Regions from separate parts of the Rattus norvegicus genome. Here region 1 is linked to region 2. Evidence: chromatin contacts called from public Hi-C data. All regions are on one chromosome and are shown on one strand. Each heading gives the region's core, a stretch centred on a gene start, on an enhancer-like site or on the middle of the called end of the contact. The rest is flanking DNA. Distances are from core to core; before and after follow the strand shown. Region 1 has its middle 700 kb from the start of Zfp608. Region 2 overlaps LOC102546473 (a long non-coding RNA gene).

Evidence for each region. A called contact is a pair of places that touch in the nucleus more often than the background predicts.
Region 1: a contact with region 2 is called in a Hi-C map of frontal cortex, with 1.6 times the contacts expected there. The contact joins two enhancer-like sites.

The regions. Positions count from the first base shown.
Region 1 is chr18:51,301,205-51,306,597 of GRCr8, forward strand. No RefSeq gene overlaps it. Among named protein-coding and RNA genes, the nearest start is that of Zfp608, 700 kb to the left of the region's middle. Within about 2 kb of position 2,782, at least 27 of the 93 cell types and tissues checked have an H3K27ac peak or open chromatin away from gene starts, as enhancers often do.
Region 2 is chr18:50,997,075-51,002,517 of GRCr8, forward strand. LOC102546473 (a long non-coding RNA gene) reads left to right here. Exons shown (of 5, transcript XR_005496217.2): 4 at 1,886-1,975. Among named protein-coding and RNA genes, the nearest start is that of Zfp608, 390 kb to the left of the region's middle. Within about 2 kb of position 2,672, at least 32 of the 93 cell types and tissues checked have an H3K27ac peak or open chromatin away from gene starts, as enhancers often do.

The DNA.
Region 1 (5,393 bases), core at 1,532-4,031, 300 kb after region 2:
ATCTAGTTCAACTACATCTGAACCATCCTTCTCCCTAGACTCCATCTTGATCTCTAGTTTCTCCTCCTCCTCCTCCTCCTCTCTCCTTCCTAGACTTTCCCCTGCCTACCCTTCCTTCCCATCCAACGATAGGCTACTCCTTATCCTGGACCCGCCTTGCTGCGTAATGACATCATCCTACATTCTTATGCACTAGAGGAGCTTGTGGGTAGTAAGAATACCATAGTTTTGGTGTGGATCTAGCAAAGTCTGAAGCAGAGAAGAACTAAGTTGCCATACATAAATTCTCCACAGTGTTCTTTCTCAGGACACTCGCTATAATGCTTTGGACAGGGAGCTATTTGCTATTAGTGGGAAATCTCTGTGCATTACTCTTCATTAGGTTACCATGACACTGCCCCTCCAACATGGACCTTCTAGCTCCTTATACCAAAAACAATCCAGCTCCAAGGCTCAGCATCTCCCACCTTTTCTCTGTTGGTAATCATTTATCCCATTATAATCCAACATGTCTGTTGTTACATTTATGTGCAGACACAAATGCTTCTTGAGAAAAGTGCATATCATAGGAATAGTGTAATGGTTCTCCACAAACCCATTGTTTAGCTTCCAAAATTATAATCAATGAAGCAGTCTTTCAAAAAGTCATTCAAACATACTTCCTTGTTCATTCACGAAACATTGGTGACTATATGTTCCATGAGTTCATAAGCCATGCTCTAGTAGCCTGTCACAAAGCAAGAAATGTTTACCTCAAAATCATTCTCTGATTTTGATATCACCTAACATCGAACAGTGGTGTCTCTTGTTAAAGAGAGAAAATACACCAAACCAGGTAGAGAGACGTTTTTTTCTTTGGCAGGGCACTATCCAGGGAGGGCAGCAGCTCTTGTCCTCTTCTTGTTTGAACATACAACCTTTAGATCTGTTCATACTAGCAGGTCTATGTACACTGAAAACCCTGACCACTGCCCAACATTAAGCCATACCTTTTCTAACACTGCTTCTGTCCAGATTTACAATTAAACATTCCGGCCCACAGAAGAAGCTCAAGGCTCACCAGAAGCTATAAAGTCTTCTTGAAGCCCTTACATCCTCATCTGCTCTGGTCCCAACCCTTGCTACTTATCTATCACCTTGTGTTTGCTTACTGTATATCTCTCAATCTCATAAGATTAAAAGGATGGGTCATAAGCCATTTATTATCAAACTACCCAGACTTCAATGCACACACGGCAGCTAATGTGGATCCTGAACCTCTAGTTAATGACTGTAATCTTTCTAGTACTCCTTGACATCAAGACAGAAACATGTTTAAAAATGTGTTGCTTGAATACAGTCATGTAACTGCTTCCTGTTACCTAACTCTGAGCATTGTTATTGTCGGCCAAAAACCTAGCCTCTTTCTTTTGCAGTCCACCACACTGGTGTTCTCCAGTCCTCTTATGGAGAATCGCAAATGGACTCAGCCGGTTGTCAGTTCATGGCCCAGCATATGCTGCTCCCTCTGTGCCTTCACTCACTTTATCCCCCTCCCTCTTCTCTCCGTCAAGCCTCCTTGTCCTTTCTGGGTCCCCCTGCTGAAAGGAAAAACCACAGATCTGATAGCGCCCCACGCCCCACCCCCCTCAGCAGGCTCTCAAAGTCTCATCCTGAGCTTCCAATTTCTCCTCTTGCACAAGCTTTGAAGGTAGGGAACCCTTTCCTGCTGGGGGTTGACTGTTTTTGAGCTAGACCACAGTCCTCTGAGGCCTGCTGTTTCTTCACCACGCCAATCCCACACAAAGCAGAGTTTTTCAGGAATGGGCTCAAATACCATTAACTGGCACTCCCAAGAGCAGGTTTTTGTTTGTCCCCTTGCTTGCTTTGTTTTTGAGATAGTGACTTCTTTCACAAAAGGAAGAAAGATTCGCTGCCCTGTCAATTGCTGTTGCTTACCACACAGCACATAATGAATTTCTAAGTTTCTTTTCTCCAGTGTTTCAGGCCACTTAGACTAATGCAAGAAACTGTATCTTTCTGGCCTTTGTTTCAATTGCAATAATGGGGGTGGGGGGAGGCAGAAGGAAAGAAATGCAAAAATCTATAGCTGCTAGGTTGCTTCTCCAAATCAAATATCTGTTCTTTTTCTCTGAGGCGAGTGTAAGAAAAAATACTCAGGGCTGGCAAGGGGCAAGTGTGCCCGTCGAATGTATCTTTTTGTCAGCTGTCAGCTGTCTGGGCTGAGCTGCACACCCTTTACTGCAGATGAATGCTCTTCCAGTCTACAGAAAGCCTGGGTGGCTCCGGGTGGGCTGTAGGCCTTTCAAAGGCACGCTTCTTCCCTGTCTCAGTCTGTGTTGTTGAAGTGCCTATTTTCAATTTGCAGTTGTGCTGGGAAAACGTTTTGATTCTTGATTTAGAATGTGCACTCCCAGAAGGTTCCAAGAGGGTTTCAGGCAAAGAGATAAAGCTTGTCTCTTTATGCTTCTTTACCGCGTGTGCTCTGTGGCAATAATACATACCCCACACTGTGCTTAAATCCCTGGTTTTGTGAAAGCCAGCCCAATTCCTATTTGGTGGGTCTTTTGACATGCAAGTACCTTCCCCTTCGGAGGGAGGGAAGCTGGATTCTTCACTGTCTCTCATCTTCTCTTTGTTTCTCAAGCCTAACACAGGAGTCTTTGGGAGACTGTTGTGAAAGGCATAGGAGAAACTGAAGGAACACGGAGAAATCCTACTGTAAACAGGATACCTGACACTGCCTGCTGCCGGAAGGAGCCATTTTTTCGTAAACATAATAGGGCTCATGTTCTATGCCCGGAGCAGGGCTGAAATAGATACCCAGGCACCAGCTAGCTGAGTCCCAAATTACCGTGGCCAAACGCCGTCTCTCTATCTCCCCCTGCTAATGAAATCTGCAAATAAGCCAAACCCAAGATAGCTACTGAGAGTGTAAAAGCCTGCCGAGCCTGCTGAGCGGAGAGCACACAGTCAGAAGCTGTCTGCAGCCAGAGGAATTCCATCTTACTTTGGAAACAGCCTTCCATCTAGCAAAAGACTAAAAGAGGTTTTAAAAAAAAAAGTACGCTCCGTTGCCAGAACGTATCTCCATCGTGTTAGCGAAGTGCCACAGACTTGTTGGAGAGGAGATTCTATATTTATGCAGAACATTGCCATCTAGATGAGGGCATTTGCTAGTTTTTATTTCATAACACCACCAGCACCATCCCCCATAGTCAAACTCGCTGGATTGAATTTCAAAACTGAGCGTTCATTTTGGTGGCAGTGGGAGGTGGGGGGAATGGAAGGTTGTAGAGCATCAAATCAAAATCTAATGAAGTTTCTAATCAAATAAATAACCACTTGACATTTATTACCGTGCTTGGCAATCTGCAGAAATGCAATAGAGTAGATATGCCCAGAGCCCCATTTCCCATAGACTTACATTATGCTGCCACATAGAATTGAGCTGACATAAGCTCTTTAAGACCCACTAAAGCAGCAGATTTCACACAACTTGTTTAGATTCCCCCCCCCTCCTTTCTTCATGATCCCATATTCCCTGAATAACTCTATCCATTTTCTATGCCTTGTTCTTTTGAGAGGCCTGCTGGAGCCTGCCCTCCATGTCATTTTTGGCTATAACCCTGCAGTTTAAGTTTACCTTTGTTGTAAATTGCAACAGTAATTTATATGCTCCCCCCCCCCCAGCTTCCCCCTGTGGCCGAGGGGGTGGAGACACTCACAAGCTTTCCTTTCTGTTTCCTCAGTGAGCATTGGAGTCACCTAAATGCCAATTTCTGGCCCTGACTGACAGGAGCCCCAAATCCTTCCTCCTGGCACTCCTGCCCCCTGCCTCCTCTTCACCCCAGCACCATGGGAACAGGCGATTTCTTCCTTTCATTTTTGAGTCAGGGAAAAGAGTAATCAGCCAGGCACCTTGGAGCATGGGCCTTATTCTCCGCATGAAGGATTTGCTTTCTCTTGGAGCTGGGGGTGCAAGGCGGGTGCTCCTACCAGTTGTTACGTTCAACACTCTGGTGTGCAGTTGCTGGGTTGTTGAGGTGATGTCTTGGAATGTGATCCAATTAACGTTTCCTTCTTCTTTTAAAGGCATTGCGTCTCAGTGAGAAGTTGCGGGCCTCAAATATATTTTCAAAAACACAAAATAAAACACAGGATAGTCTTTTTTTTTCTGGCCTCCAAAACCTCTTCCCCTGGTACCATATTTGCCTCCAGTGTGCAGTGAGTAAAGCATGCCCTGTGTCAGGTACAGCCATGCATACAACAAGTTCACTGGATGCAGTTTAGCCTAAGGCAGTCACAGAGGAAAACCCCCTTTCTACCGCGCAAACCACGCAGATGTCTTTTGCCAGTGTGTTGAGGGGAGAGAAAAAAAAAACCAACCCTTTAACAAAGGGAGAGAAAGGCTCAGACTCCACATCTGTGTCCAGTTATTAGGGCTGCTGCAGTGTGGGGGAGAAAGATACATGCTGGCAAAGAATCTGCTTCTCCTTCCCCACTAGGCCTATGAACATCTCCAAAGCAGATCTTGTCACTTTAGCATTTATGTCTCCTTGTAGTTTTATGTAATCCTGATTCTCGTCCAAAGCTGAGGGATCTCAGTAGATGCTGGGGAAGAAAATGCAAAGAGCTGTGGTAAGAAGCAGGGCTTTAGCTCTGCACTGGTTACCTCTTGTCAGTGTGGTCCTTTCTTGATCCAGTGACAAAAGAATGGTATTTTCTTTGATTTTTCTTTCCCATATATCCAACAACTGCAGCAACACTTTCTCCTGAGAAATGATCTACTATCTTTATAAACAGTTCAACATAGCTTTTGCTGGGCAATTGTGAGAGAGGTGCTTACATCCAGGGGAAAAAAAAAGATGTTTCCCTGGGGTTTCACAGCCAGCATGGGAATAATAGCTTATTCCTTATGGTTTAGCATAAGAGCAATGCAATTCATTATAACTGCAATTTGGGGAGAATTTATAAGAAGAAAACAAGAAAGCTAGCCAGAGTGCACTGTATTAAACCCTCCATTCTTCCTGCAAAAGATCATTTGGAGATTCTCCAGCCTTTCTCTTTATTTCTCTTCCAAAAGGTCCTAATTTGCGAAGAAGGAAAATAGATCAAACAGACTCATGCGAGAACTTAGTGCTTTCTCAAAGCATCACACACAGACCGATGACTGAGGAAATTACAATACAAATATCCTAGGCCAGAGAAGCACAAAGACCCAGGAAGCTCCTGTCACTGGAAGAAGCTCTTTGAAAAATAAAGATATTGGCCTGAAATCTGAGCAGTTTTCTAGACTACAAACAATAAGGAAAATTGTTTCTTTATATAATATAGGCCAGTGAAGAGTCAGGCTGACAGATCTACCAACTTAAGAGAAACCTATTAAGTAG
Region 2 (5,443 bases), core at 1,422-3,921:
GTCTAGTGCAATGACTTTGATATTTTTCTGTATGAAAACAACTTGAACTGTTTATTGGAGTGATTAGAATTATCCATATATATATGTATATATATGTTACATAGTTACATACTTGTATACACACATAAGTCATTAAGTCTCATGACAGTAAACAGTTTTCATCTGGCACTACTAAAGTCTTTAACCAATGCTCCCACTAGTGTGAGTGAAAGGAAACGGTCTTCCCAGGCATCTCTGTTTTGAAAGGACATGGTTTTTATGAACATAACCACCTTGGATGGGGAGAATCTCTCAGAAACATATACTCACGATGAGAGCGGGTATGGAGAACTCGGAGCCCAACTCTCCCTACACTGCGTCTTAGATTCTGGTGTGGGACCATCTGGGTAATTGTTTTACATTAGCTATGTAAAGGTAGCTTTTTATTTCATTTATGAGTTTAGATTACTACCTTGGACTAAGATCTATTGATGCTCATAAACGGAGAGACAGCTTTAAGCACCCCACACGTACACATTTGTATTCTGGTGAGTCAGTAATCAACTGGAAGGTTAAATGGAGTTCAGATAATTTTTTTTTCTGGCTTTGGCTTTTGTCTCGTGTCTTTCAGCAAAATAGAATGAAGATGTCTCTATTTTACACCAAAAGATTCAATTACTTTTCAAATGCTGGATAAACATCTACAGATGAAGGGGTCTAACAAATGTATTTTTGTTCTGCACAAACTTTTGTGACACTTTTCCCTTCTCTCTTCAAGAACAGAGAATAGATAGAAGCCTGTATTTTAAGCAGGGCTCCTGTATCCCAGCTCAGGAACAGCCGCCAGGCAGCCAGCCAATCTCCGCAGCCCACTGAAACTCCGATTCCATCTGCTGCAGCAACACAATATATTGCACTGCAGGTCAAAAGCAGGGAGTCGGCAGTGTTAACATCACACTAATCTGTACAGACATTTGCACTGGGCTAGATAGGCTAATGTTACATGGGCTTTCAAAGCTTCAAGGCTAAGGAGCAGTGGTAATTGTCTCGGGAAGATAGAAGAGGCTAGATTCTAACAGAGGATATTCCAAGATAGCGAAGATGGATGAAATTGAAGAATGAGAAAAGAAATATCCTTTAAAAGGGACATGTAATTTGCTAGCTTGTTAAGCATTTATTTCAAACGCACCACTGGATCATATGTTTAGAAATTAGAAGCCTTTGTTTTCCTGATTCTTTTTCTTTTCTTTTCTTTTCTTTTCTTTTCTTTTCTTTTCTTTTCTTTTCTTTCTTTCTTTCTTTTTCTCTGTCCTCTGGTCTTAAGCACATACACTTGCATAAATGTTTATACCTAGAGACAGAGAAACAGACAAGCAGAGAAACAAAGAGAACACTTCCAAGATTGCTACATGATCAATACAACTGTAATTGTTATTAAAAATGACGTAGACAGAAATAAAGAGATAGCTTGCTTTCAAACACCAATGTTTGAAAAACATTGAATCCCTGACCCCTTGGAAGACAGTGTTATACAGAAATGAGCATGTGACCTGAACCTTGTGCCCCTCTCCACCCATATTTACCATTCATAGACAGCTCACAGAGTTTTGAGAAATACTGCTACATTGTCAATTGCATTTCAGACAGAACCAACCAAGGAGTTTATTGTAGACCTTCTAGGAAAAATACACCAAAGGAAATTACTGTAGAGGCAAATGAATATACACAATGGAAAGTTAAGCCAATGGAATTGTCTTTTTCATTTTCAGAGGTTCATTTGGGAGGGCGAGAAAAGGGTAATTTAAGATTCACGCCTTTAGGCACATCAGAAACCATTAACAACTACATTTCAGGACACTGTAATGTATAAAAATTCAATTTAGACTGTTTGACTTTCTTTTTGCAGGAGAGAGAAAAATGTTTGTCTCAGAGTGAACTCCTTGAAAAGCCTGCACAATTACGAAGTATGAAGCTATGATTTTCCTGTAATTTGAAGGTACACATAGCTGAAATTTAAAAAAAAAGCTGCAGTAGACAGACATAGATGGTCTCTATAATTTAAGAACCAGTGAAATCTGCCTAATTTCAGTTTTTCTTGCTTTATAAAGTCAGAACCAAGGGTTCTATATTATAAAGTTTTTACTTCTTTTTCCTTTTTAAACTCAACTATAAAAGCTGTTTGGAAATCTGTATAACCATCAAAATATTCAATCTCAGAAAATAAGAGAAAATTTGGCAAGCTTTTTTTATTGTTCTGGCTTAACATGGCCTCTCTATATTCCTTGTCATAAAATCTAGGTCATAAAAGGTACTAAAATTGCATAGACTAGAAGACTTCTCCTGGCCCCATCCTTTTCTATAGCCTTCAAACTAAATGAAAATTCACAGAGTACGGATTAATGAATATGCATGAGTCTTCATGCATTGACATACATATGATTTCTCATCTACAAAGAACGTTTGGAAGACTTGTTATCTGACCAGAAAAGCCTGTAGTAAGTTGAGATAAAGGAGACTGACTCCAATCCCTTCAGCCTCTGCCATTGCTTTATATTCTAATCACTGTGCTAAGCATCTGTCCCCGGCAGGCAGCCTGTTCAATCTAGCAGATAACGAATGCAGCGGATGGATGGATGGTGGCTGGGCTGGCCTTTCCCCACATGCACGTGAGGAGCCACTGTTCCATTTCTCTGATTACATGGGCAGCGGGGAAGCGTTCTCAGAGCTGTAATTGCCTCCGTTATGAAACATCTTCACCTGTTAGCCAAAGCTAAGTTGAATCACAGCAGAAATTATTAACAGTGGCTGTTTTCAAGCCAGCTTAATTTGAGCTGATGCTGCTGTTCACTTAACACAGATGAATAGGTGTGCAGGACGAGAGTCTAAGTGGAGATGACACACCAATGAATATTTGCTCACAGTCCTGCTGTGGGGAGCTGGCTTCCACAACAACAGACAATTGTTAAAAGCTAAAGGCTGGGGGAACGTTGGAGCTTTGGACAGGACCTACTCTGTAAGAATTTTCTCTGTGCTCATGAGTACTTCCTGGCTAGTGGCAGCTTTTGACAGCTGAATCATTTTTTCAATTAGTTTCCACAATTCTTGGCAAAGACAAAATAATCTCTCTCTCTCTTTGTGTGTGTGTGTGTGTGTGTGTGTGTGTGTGTGTGTGTGTGTGTGTGTGTGTGGTTTGGGGAGTGCTGCTTTGCTTCCAATATGGCCAGAAACACAGCCCCGCCTTTTTTTTTTCAGAGAGCCGAGCAAGCATTAAAATTTAATGGTCTGCTTTCATTTTCTCTGCAGTATGCTTCAAGATGATTATAAATTACAGCATTCTGCTTACTTTTGATGGAATAAGTCATGTATCAGCATTTGATTTAGAAGCTATGTGTGCTTGACATATGAAGCACATCTTGCAGATGTGATTTATCACACAGCTCTTTTGTGTTTGTTTCAGAAGAAAACGACAGCACAGGAGGTTTGGCATGGTGACAGTGACAGCCATCCCATGGGTGGGGCTGGGGCTGTAGCTTTAGAGTATCGATTTCCCAGTGCCACAGTCATCTGGACATAGTGCTGTTTTATTAATACTATTAATATTAAAGACTCCTGGAATCCTCATGTTTGTCCTTCATGCTTGTTGTTGTCCTCAAACGTCTGTGCTATTTGTGTGTTGAAGTTCATGGGGAAAAATGAGCAAGGCATTACTTGAGAGGCGAATCACTTTACCAAGATGGATGGGATAGCACAGGGCAAGACATTCTCCCGTAACCAGCTCAGGAAGTCATTGTCTGATGCAATGCAGTTGGCTCAAAGAAGAAAGGGAACTTGCGGTTTGAGACCAAAGGGACAGATATCATAAGCTTCTGCCTGAGTCTTTGTCTGGTGCCTTGTTTGCCTCTGAGTTTATATTCATTGGGGAACTATAGCATGGCCAGTGTGTTCATTGCACTATCTCTTTACCAACTAGCTCTGATGGCACTGACTGAACCAGTCGTATATGAAATATACTAGTTATCAATCATGTGGTTAAGCAATCTGTTGGGCTGAGTTTGATTTATCAAGTCTTACCAATGACTCAAAGAGAACTGTGGAGATTCCACACATTAGCTCAAACTCATACTTCCCAGTGTGAGTTTAATTTGACCACACATTCCCCTTCTTTGCCCATTACTCCCTTCCTCTAAAGCCAAAGGTAAACCACCCTTTCCTGTGTGACTTACCTTTGTCTTCAGCATTTTCCAGTTGACTTGTGACCTCACTTTACAACTTCCGAGATTTGTGACACAGTGCTCTAGATATATGTACTGTTTCTCTTTCCCCATAGATTATCCTTTAAAGCCAAACTCTTCATCACTCCCTTTGTTTCTAGTATTATAGCCCAACACTCATTTTTGGGGTGGAATAATGCTAAATGAATAAACGTATAAATGAATAGTCATTTAACGTTTTGAAAAGTGAGACAGTACAAAACACTGGAAGATACTCCCTGTGTTTTGACTTATTATATGGAAACTAGAAATCCCAGCGTTTAGTTGGGTACATATTTTCCAGAAAAACAAAAGACTTTCTCAGCCAAGTTGAAGGTGGGTGTGGTCAGTTTCTACATCTGATCATGCAATGTAGTAAGGCATCACTAGACTCAGTCATTTTAGGATGGTATGGTAATTCTGGCAGTGTTTTTATCATGGCTGAAGGGAGGCTGCACTGGGGGAATGCCAGGCTTCATTTTGTATGTCAACATGTTCTTGGGTACGAAAACCTTGACTAACAAGGACATGAGATAGAGATGAAAATCTTGACTAACAGACATGAGATAGAAACAGCCAAACTACAACAGCCTTAGCTGGAACATTTCCTCTACTTCCTTGAATTCACAAAGAGAAAAAATTCCAAGGGTAAACCATAAGTCCTTAGCACAGTTTAGCAGTGGGATGGATTGATGCATACTTGTGGCAAAATGAGAATAATGTATCCCTTGTTCAAAAGCTAGAATGCATTCTAAGCTAGCCACAGCAGAGAGCAAAAGCAAGCATCAATGGTCCCTAGCTGATGGAGCCGATCTTGCTTACAGGGCTTGATATACAAGTCCTGGCAAATCTTGTTTAAGCTTACTTTGAACTCAGTCTCTCATTACCTACCAATGTGGGCCATAGTGACCTTCTGCATGTCTGGGACAGATGCCTTGGGGTCTTAGATCAGGAAACCTGTGTCAAGTGGCTGTAGTGCTCCTACTTCCTGAGCTGGCTTCTCTACATTTCTGAAGCCACAAAAGTCCTCCTAGCTTTAAAAAAGTCTTCTTTCTTCTATTAGTTCCCTCTGTAGCACATTTATTTGGGCCACTTTTATTGCTTCTCTTTTCATTTGTAATATTTTCCCTCAACTGACTAGAACATAAGTTTATAGAGAAGAGGAGCTCTTTCTTTGTGCTGCCCACTCTTCTGTGAATCACAGAGAGAGAGCT